2 separate regions of the Sus scrofa genome follow, and region 1 is linked to region 2. The links are chromatin contacts, called in public Hi-C maps. All regions are on one chromosome and are shown on one strand. The core of a region is the stretch at or near the end of the contact, and the rest is flanking DNA. Distances in the headings are between cores, read along the strand shown.

The links. A called contact is a pair of places that touch in the nucleus more often than the background predicts.
Region 1: a contact with region 2 is called in a Hi-C map of liver, with 4 times the contacts expected there. The contact joins two enhancer-like sites. A contact is called at or near these places in 1 of 5 promoter capture datasets (fetal liver) and 12 of 47 Hi-C or Micro-C datasets (embryonic fibroblasts, fetal liver, fetal skeletal muscle and 8 more).

Annotation. Positions count from the first base shown.
Region 1 is chr4:118,160,945-118,165,648 of Sscrofa11.1, reverse strand. The region is part of intron 1 of LOC110260374 (a long non-coding RNA gene); the gene reads left to right. Among named protein-coding and RNA genes, the nearest start is that of SLC35A3, 38 kb to the right of the region's middle. Within about 2 kb of position 2,943, at least 8 of the 83 cell types and tissues checked have an H3K27ac peak or open chromatin away from gene starts, as enhancers often do. A contact at or near this core is called in fetal liver and liver, where this site is marked.
Region 2 is chr4:117,699,671-117,704,663 of Sscrofa11.1, reverse strand. CDC14A (dual specificity protein phosphatase CDC14A) reads left to right here. Exons shown (of 16, transcript XR_002343573.1): 9 at 3,461-3,691. Among named protein-coding and RNA genes, the nearest start is that of GPR88, 78 kb to the right of the region's middle. Within about 2 kb of position 2,698, at least 13 of the 83 cell types and tissues checked have an H3K27ac peak or open chromatin away from gene starts, as enhancers often do. A contact at or near this core is called in fetal liver and liver, where this site is marked.

The sequences.
Region 1 (4,704 bases), core at 1,694-4,193, 460 kb before region 2:
CCTGATGAGCCACAATGGGAACTCCCAGTTATCTCTTTTATATTTAGTAATTTGTGTGTGTTAATCCCAAACTCTTAATTTATCCGGGGTGGGAGATTTCTTAACTGCTGGCTCTTTTCTAAGAATACAGGGCTCAGGTGAACTTCAACACTGTCAGTCTTGTGTTCAAAATGAAGCAATCTCATTTCTTGCTGAACAACCCAGAAGTGAGAATAGATCTCCTGAATGGGGCCAAGCAGAGTTTAAGAAATAATCCCTTAAGATTTCTTTTTGGCATTGCTTCTGCAAAACCAGTTGAACTATTTATGGAGAGGTGATTAAAAAATGTCAGTTGGAGTTCCCGTTGTGGCACAGCTGAAACGAATCTTACTAGGAACCATGAGGTTGCAGGTTTGATTCCTGGCCTCGCTCAGTGGGTTAAGGATCTGGCGTTGCCGTGAGTTGTGGTGTAGTTCACAGATGAGGCTCGGATCTGGCATTGCTGTGGTTGTGGTGTAGGCTGGCAGCTGTAGCTCCTATTCAACCCCTAGCCTGGGAACCTCCATTCGTGTTGGGTGTGGCCCCCCTCCAAAAAAGACAAAAGACAAAAAAAAAAAAAAAAAAAAAAGTCAGTTGTTTCAAAGTCCTGAACATCAGATATCTTAAAAAGGAGTGCCTGAAATGAAAACAAGAAATATTAATAAGAAATGTGTACTAAAGTAAATAGCCTGAGGGCTGAACCTAAGAACCAGTCCAGTGGAGCTGAAGTTGATGGAGCCCTGATCATGAGCTCCCAGAAGCTAAGATGTTGATGCTCTTGGTGATATTGCCCACAGCCTTGATAACTTCTCAGTAAGGCATGCACACATAACCCAGTATTTGGCTAAGCTTCCTTACTGACCTTGACAATGGCTTGTCCAGGGAAAAAATCCACCCCATGCATGGTTTGCTATGGCAATGAGTCCTTGAGTTCTTCATGGTTTATATGAAATCACTGGGCTTTAGCTCACAGGGCTTCTTTCAGTCCTGGGGGAAAAGGCCAGTGCGGCATATAGAGAGATCTGAAGATAGTTTCTGAATACAGAAGGGACAGAATTTAGAAAACATAGTTTGGAGAGTAGTAACCAAATAGTAAAGGAATCTGGAAGAATCAAACATTTGATAAGTGCCGGAGTTCCAGTGTGGCTCAGTGGTTAATGACTCTGACTAGGAACCATGAGGTTTCGGGTTCGGTCCCTGCCCTTGCTCAGTGGGTTAACGATCCGGCATTGCCATGAGTGTGGTGTAGGTTGCAGACGCGGCTCGGATCCCGCATTGCTGTGGCTCTGGCGTAGGCTGGCGGCTATGGCTCTGATTAGACCCCTAGCCTGGAAACCTCCATATGCTCGACAGTGGCCCAAGAAATGGCAAAAAGACAAAAAGACAAAAAAAAAAAAAGATTAAAAAATACATATATTTGATAAGTGTTAACGATGTGTGTAAAGTAACAGGATCCAGTCAAGTTCTAGGTAGATACAAACTAGGCTTCCCCCAAGGAGGGGAGGAAATCATTTAAATCTCTACCAGAGAAGATAGTTTTTGCATATCCATCAACTACCTGTAATGTACCAAGTGTGGAAATAGCACAAAAACAATGAACAAGGCTAAAGTCTAATAACTCCAGCTATTGCTAATTTGGGAATAGAGTCAGAAGGGTATGCTACAGTTTTCCTTTGAAACAAAATTTCTCTCTATGATCATTCTTCTTTTGATCAAAGATAATCTCAAAGAAAGATTTTTTTTTTTTAATGGCTGCCCCTGAAGCATATAAAAGTTCCCAGGCTAGAAGACAATCAGAGCTGTAGCTAAGACCTATGCTACAACCACAGCAACTCTGGCTAGGAGCCACATCTGTGACCTATGCTGCAGCTCACAGCAATGCCAGATCCTTAACCCACTGAGCAAGGCCAGGGATTAAACCCACATCCCCTCTGACAGAGGTCGGGTTCATAACCTGCTGAGCTACAACAGGAACTCCAAATAAACCTAATTCTTTCTAGAAATTCCTGTCATGGCTCAGCAGAAACGAATCTGACTAGCATCCATGAGGACGAAGGTTCGATCCCTGGCCTCGCTCAAAGCGTTAAGGATCCGGCGTTGCCGTGAGCGCTGGTGTAGGTTGCAGACACGGCTCAGATCCCTTGTTGTTGTAGCTGTGGTATAGGCTGGCAGCTACAGCTCTGATTTGACCCCCTCCAAATGCCATGGGTGCGACCCTAAAAGCAAAAACAAAACAAAAAAACTAGTTATTTCTAGAACCTCTCTTTTTTATAGGATAAAAGAACAAGTTCTTTGTGATTTTACAAGGGCCTTCTGGGAAATCAATCTTAAATGCAAAATATATCGTTTGAGATTTGGAATTTGGAAGGCAAAATATCAAAATTTGTGAGGAGGTTTGAACACTTGCTTATATAAGATCATGGGTTACTGTGAAAAATACTTGGCCACCTCTTCAACCAAAATGACAATAAAATATTTTAAAAGTATACATAGGAGATAGCATGATTGCAGAGAACCTTAGCTCTTTCAAAAGTAGGAAGACTTTGTACTCAAACAATCAAGGATATAAAATCAATATAAAACACAGGAAATAGTTCTGATAAGATACAGAATCCTTGTTTTATAGGCAGATTTCTCAGAAGGAAAGAAAAATTCTTACAACCTCTTACTAAGGAAGGCAGGCAAGTAATCCCGAACAGTGAGAAAACTAAAGTCTCATCGTACGTCGGTGTATTTGTTACTAAAACACTTTTGACAATCTCGTAAGTAAATCCATTAACCTTCAGCCCGCTTTGACCACTGTAATTAAAATTTCCTTTGGGGGATTTTTCTTTATCCATGCAATTCTTTCCTACACTTTCCTCCTTCTCATTCTGGAACGAAGATCCAGTTTACGTCAGCACAAATTTGCTCTCTTTTTGCGCAACTAAAACCTACCCTGCAGACTTTGCCTACAAAGTTCCTCTCTGTCACCTTTGCTCTGAGAAGAGGCTTGTTTGCATATATTGATTATATCTTTTAACTGGTCACTTCTATTTCACAGGGAAAACTAGGAGGTTAGGTAATTGTGACTGAATACACTAGCATTTTTAGCAGATCAGTAGAGGTTATAAACACACATTTCATAACTTTTTATAGCTATTCACATCCCAAAGCTGCATAAATGAATATATTCATTAACAGATCCAAATATTTAGCCTCTGGGAGTTCCCATTGTGGCTCAGTGGGTTAAGAACCTGACTAGTATCCATGAGGATGTGGGTTCAATCCCTGGCCTCCCTCAGTGGGTTAAGGATCCAGAGTTGCTGTGAGCAATGGTGTAGGGAGCAGATGAGGCTCAGATCCGAGTTGCTGTGGCTGTGGTATAGGTGGGCAGCTGCAGCTCCGATTTGACCCCTAGCCTGGCACTTTCCATATGCCATAGGTGCAGTCGTAAAAAAAAAAAAAAAAAGAGAAAAGAGGCAAAAAATACATAAATATTATATAAACTGCAAATTATGTTCTGCAATTAATGTTTCAGTATCCTATCCTACTTAGAAATGATCTGTGTATCTATGAATATCCATTAATTAACTCAGATTAACATTCATCTAAGAGTTTAAGTTACTGAAAGATCTTAGAAGCCATTTCCAAGATGACACACTACAAAACACAATTACTAGGAGTCCTGTTGTGGCTTATTGGTAAGAACCTGAATAGTATCCATGAGGACGCAGGTTTGATCCCTGGCCTTTCTCAGTGGGTTAAGGATGTGGTGTTGCTGTGAGCCGTGGTGTAGGTCACCGACTCAGCTTGGAACCCACGTGACTGAGGCTGTGGAGTAGGCTAGAAGCTGTAGCTCCCATTCAACCTCTAGCTTGGGACTTCCATATGCTGCACCTGTGGCCATAAAAAGAAAAAAAAGAAGAAAAAATTGGACAAAAAGGGATACTGATTTTTTTTTTTTGATCATAAAACTGGCTCATGTAAAATACAAAAGTAAACATTTTTTTTTTCCCACTGTACAGCAAGGGGGTCAGGTTATCCTTACATGTATACATTATAATTACATTTTCCCCACACTCTTTCTCAAAAGTAAACATTTGAAGAAAAAACATGAAAAGCATTTACATGGACCAGTTTCTCTTTAAAAAAAAAAATTTTTTTTGAGGATACAGATTTTATTCAAATCTTAGGGAGAGCGGATCAGAATATCTCAACAAGTGGTTTTGCCTTGGAATTTCATAGAGAGGTGCTATGGTCTGAATGTGCGACTTGGATCCTTAGTTGCTGTGGCTGTGGTGTAGGCCGGCGGCTACAGCTCCAATTAGACCCCCTAGCCTGGGAACCTCCATATGCCCCGGGAGTAGCCCTAGAAAAGACCCCCCCCCCAAAAAAAAAATCAACAAGGAGTGATTTACAGTTGGAATTGTTTGGCCAACAGTTGAAGTCTCAGTTTGTTAGCTGAACAGGACATGCTTTTCTCTGTGGATAGCTGGTTTCAGGTGGACAAAGAGTTTTAATTTTAGCTAATCAATCATGAGACAGAGAATGGAAGTTGAATGGTCTGAGTCGACTCACGTCAAAAAATTCATGTAAAAGGAACTGTCAAGGTAAACAATGCAGTCATCTGTGATTCTTACGGGAACCACGAGAATATTGGACAGGAGATCTTATTTAAGTTTTATTGGGAGAAATGGTTCTTTG
Region 2 (4,993 bases), core at 1,449-3,948:
TCTCTATTTTTTTAAGGAAAGCAAGCAAGCACAGAGAAAAAAACCCTTGAGACAGGGAATCCCAACAATTTGAAGTGTCAGCCTGCTCATTTAAAGAGAGAAGCCAGCCAGGTGTGAAGAGCCTGAGCTGACTGACTCCTGGCTCCACCTTAAACTGGCTGTGTGAACTTCTGAGAGTTCCTGAATGTTCTTCTCTCATCATCAGTTTCCTCTTTGTGTCAAATGGGGAAATAGGATGCACATTGCAGGCATTTGGTGAGGAGTAGAGATGTTACAGGAAATGCCTTCTGCAGTGTCAGGCACATTAATAGGTACTTACTAGATAGCAGATGTTCTGATTACAGTTTTATCACTATGGACCTAATAAACATATTTTATTGCTGTCCACATTTACCTGCTTATTTTGCAGTTTTCAGTTTTAAGGGAAAATGGGTGGAATAATCATTTGACTCTACTGTTCTTCAGTTGCTTAACTTTCACAGAGAAGCTGGGAAGAGATGAATTTTACAATCTCTCTTAGCTCTGAAATTGCATCTCTTTGGTCAATGCCAGGGCTCTGCCTGTGCTTTACTGATGCCAGGGCACCATCTAGTGGCCAGATGGAGTAAGGATCAGATTGGACACAGGGTTGGACACATGCTCCGTCAGCTCTGTGCGCATTACCAAAGCCATTCCCCCCTTAAAAGCATCCAGATACACCGAAAACACCCACAAATAGTTGTTCGGAGGTTATTGTCATTTTTTTTTGGTTATAACTCATTTGAAATGCTTTTGAGGATTTTTTAAATTTACAGTTGATTTACAATGTTGTGTCAATTTCTGCTATACAGCAAAGTGATTGTCATACAAATATATGTATGTGTATATACCTACATACATTCAAAAAAGATTATTTTCCACCATGTTCTATCCCAGGAGACTGTATATAGTTTCCTGTGCTATACAGTAGGACCTTTTGAGGATTTAAAGAAACTTCCTCAACCAGCTCTAGGAAGTGCAGCCTCAAATGTTCAGTCCTGTCTCATTTTTTGAAGACCTAACTAATTGAATCAAGTTGGACTTTACCTGAAATCAGCCTCAGCACAAGCCCTGGAATCTGACTGCCAATGTTCAAATGCTGCCTCTCTCTCTTCCCAGCAGTGTGTGCAGGGGCCAGTCCCCTTTCGCAGGCAACAGGGACTGAGCCATTGTAAGGCTGAATGAGATAATATTCATGAAGCACTAAGCTTAGTACCTGGCACAAAGTAAGCACTTCGGTAAATGTTAGAGTGATTATTATTGTTATTGTTACTATTTCAATGCCCCACTGCCATATTTGGATAACTGTTCAGGGTTCTTTTCTCAAAAGACAGACACGGTTTCTCTTGATAGTTGATTTGAGTGTATTATTTGTAATGCCATTTACTGCTGATGGAAACTCAAATATGAAGAGAAGTTCTTACAGCCTTGGTGGAGGAGGGGAGGGGACAGACACCCAATGAACTGTGAGCACATTTCATGGGAGTCGCCACAGAGGTGCCAGGTATGCTAGGAACCCAGGGTCAGAAGCACTTGTCAGCCTGTCACACCAGGAGAAGGTCCCGTGCCACGTATTATGGGTCCTCTCCTTCCATTTCTCCCATGATAGAGAAGCTCCTGTTTCCTTATGCCAGCCTCAGTTATTTTCCCCTTTAGGCTGTAAAATGATTTGAGCAAATAAACCAACTAAGAAAACAGATTTGAATTTTTCCAAGTTGAAAGGCATGTTTTCTCTAAATGTGTATAAGTCACTGTTTCTGTGCAGAACATCGTGAATGAGCTTCATATTACCTGTTTGCTCCAAAGCAGCATGGCTTGTGAAAATAGCATAGCTGTACTGTGGATCGGTTAGGCCAGTCTGCTCATTCTGCCTCCAGTCATTGTGTGACCTTGGCCAGTTAGGGCTCTGTGTTGCAGGCAGCGGAACCAATTCTCATCAACGGAACCCAAAAGGCATACTGGAATTGTATTGGGGAGCTCACAGCCTTCAAGGGGAGGCTGGAGAATGAGGTTTAGAAAATGAACAGGATCTGAGAGAGCTCGTGTATCAGTAGGATCCAGCCTGAAATGGAAGCTACTTAATTTCGAACAGAGGGAATGCAGTATAAGGAATTTGTCAGAGAGAAGGCTAAAAAGTAAAAGGGTAACTGAAAAAAACAAAAACAAAAACGAAACCCCACAAAAAATCCAGCATATTAAGGAAGAAATAGCTATTGCCTTTAAGGCTGAGGGGACAGAAAAGAAAACGTGGGGTTCCCAGACCCAGGGAGCTGGGCGGGTGCTGGGAGCCTGAAGGCTGGTGCTTGCATCTGGGGGCTGGGCTTGCATTTGGCAGGAGAGCCTGATGCTGGGCTGTAGGCTGGTGCTGGGAGTGTCCTCCCTTCTGCCACTAAAGCCTTGCTGGCAGGAGGACAGGAGACCCCCCTTCTCCCTCCCTCGGCCTCTAGTTGCTCAGCTTGTGCTTCAGGGCCTCTCACTTTTCCCTCTGACAGGAAGCCAGTGGGAAAGGTAGCTGGGGAAGTGTAATACATGCAGCCCAGCCGAGGCAGCTGAGAGCTGGCTTGACCTGAGAGAAGGTGGGAAATGACCAGCAAGGGCAAGATCCGAGGCCGTGGAAAATTCAGCCAGGGACACAGTACAGAAACTGCTGGTTCACTTTACTGGCTGCTGCTGCCTACCTGGCTTAGAGCCCAGTACCATGGATGAGTTCCAGTGTAATCAGTGCGCTGAGAAATTAGTCCCCTTAACCCCTGGGGCTGCCCAGCAAGGCAAAGTGCCCACTGGTCACCTTGGTTGGCGGCCCAACTGTTTGTAACCCAGCCGACTGCTGCTCCCAGGAACACTCACCAGATGCTGAACCCACTCACCTTAGAAGGGGGTTGGAGGCTGAGCATCTGTTCTCCAAACAGAAAAGGTCTACAAAAAAAGATGCTAACTTCACCTCATGTAGTTTTGTAATCTGTTACATGGGGTTTACAATTTTTTTCTTAATAGGTTGTTTTGAGAATTAAAGGGAATTATCTGCCCTTGTGACTTGTGCATGGCAGGTGCTCAGGAAGCAGTCTGTTGCAGGGGTTGCGCTGTGGATGAAAACTGCAGGTCTGGCAAAAAGGCTTTCACCATAGTTCACAGGTGTTTGTCAAGAGGAGCCAAAAGCACAAAGAGTTATTCCGAGCCTACTGTGCACATCCGAGCGCCTCCAGAGGCCTGCTTCGGTTAAGGTGGAGTGCGCTCCCCAGCATTCAGAGCTTTTTCCAGTTGGAGAAGGTTTCTTTCCTTCCTAGGTGTTTCTCTCCGTTATTCAGACTGCTGGGCCCACCTCACTCATGAAATCGCTTTGCTCCCGATCTCTGTTGAGATGAAGGATCTTCCCTGCGAAGGGTGTTGGGGTTCCTAAGATGAAATGCGTCCCTCCGGCTCACAGCTTCTCTCTCTCCTTTAGGTTATCCGCTTCACGCCCCCGAGGCCTACTTTCCTTATTTCAAAAAGCATAACGTGACTGCAGTTGTGAGGCTGAACAAAAAGATCTACGAGGCGAAGCGCTTCACAGACGCCGGCTTCGAGCACTACGACCTCTTCTTCATCGACGGCAGCACACCCAGCGACAACATCGTGCGAAGGTTCCTGAACATCTGCGAGAACACCGAGGGGGCCATCGCGGTTCACTGCAAAGGTGCGCGCGAGGAGAAGGCCTGGGGTCCTGGGTTTCTGAAAGGGAAGCAGAACCAGTTGGCGCCTTGAGGGGGTTGGGGGGGGGAGAGTCATTTTTGGTTTCAGAAAACTGGAACGCAAGCCCCCTTAAGTAACCCCTTCCTAAAGAACGGGTTGCTTGGATGTGGACGGTGGGTGGGGAGTGGCTTTCTGGACAAGGCAGTTTTTCCGGCCTTACCTTCCCGAGTTCGGGCTCGCCGACCCCAGACGCCAGGAGGAGGGAATCACCGCAGCAGGCGGTAGGCTGGCAGGAACGTCTCCAAGTCTGTACCTTTGCCCCCAGGCAAGGGTTGCTGGTTCCCTCGTCCCTCCCTGCTCTGAAATTGTGGGTCCTTTTCCCACCCCCTCCGCCGCTATGCCCCTACTTCATGACCCCGCCGTCTATCTGGAGCCCCACTTCGCCTTCCGCGTTTCCTCTCCCCTGTTAGTCTTTTGCATCGCGGGACAGGGTCTTTCCCGCTCATTGCTGGGGGACCGCAGCCTACTGCGCTCATCGCTAGCTTCCCTGTCGCAGTTGTGTTACTGCCTCTTGAATGGAAGACTTAAGCTATGTGAATGCATCTCTGGTCTCCGGGAGTGGGTATTTTGTGGGGTTTTGTGTGTGTGTGTGTGTCTTTTTGCCATTTCTTGGGCCGCTCCCGCGGCGTATGGAGGTTCCCAGGCTAGGGGTCGAATCGGAGCTGTAGCCACCGGCCTACGCCAGAGCCACAGCAACGCGGGATCCGAGCCACGTCTGCGACCTACACCACAGCTCACGGCAACGCCAGATCCTTAATCCACTGAGCAAGGTCAGGGATCCAACCCGCAACCTCATGGTTCCTAGTCGGACTCGTTAACCACTGCGCCACAACGGGAACTCCAGGAGCGGGTATTTTGGGATAGAGGTGGTTTAGATTATAGGAGGTGTAGGGGCGCCAGATTTAGCAAATAAAAATAGTGGATGCTCCGTTAAATTTGAACTTTAGATAGTGAGGACTTCTCTAGCATGTCTCAAATATGGCACCAAACAGACATTCTGTTTTACCTGGAAATCTTGTGTCAGCTACTCAGAAAATGTGAAATAAGATTTGCTCTCAGCCTGGTTGTTAGCTTCTGAGGAGGCTCGCATTCGAGATTTTTCAGCACGGTGAAAGATATTTTACTGAGATTTCAGTGAGGGGATGGAGCCGGGACGGAACCTCTCGCTCCTCACGTGCAGCTTTTCATATCGCCACTGGGTGGTGCTGTTCTCCGGCTTTGCGTCTGCGAACCGGTTTCTGTCCCT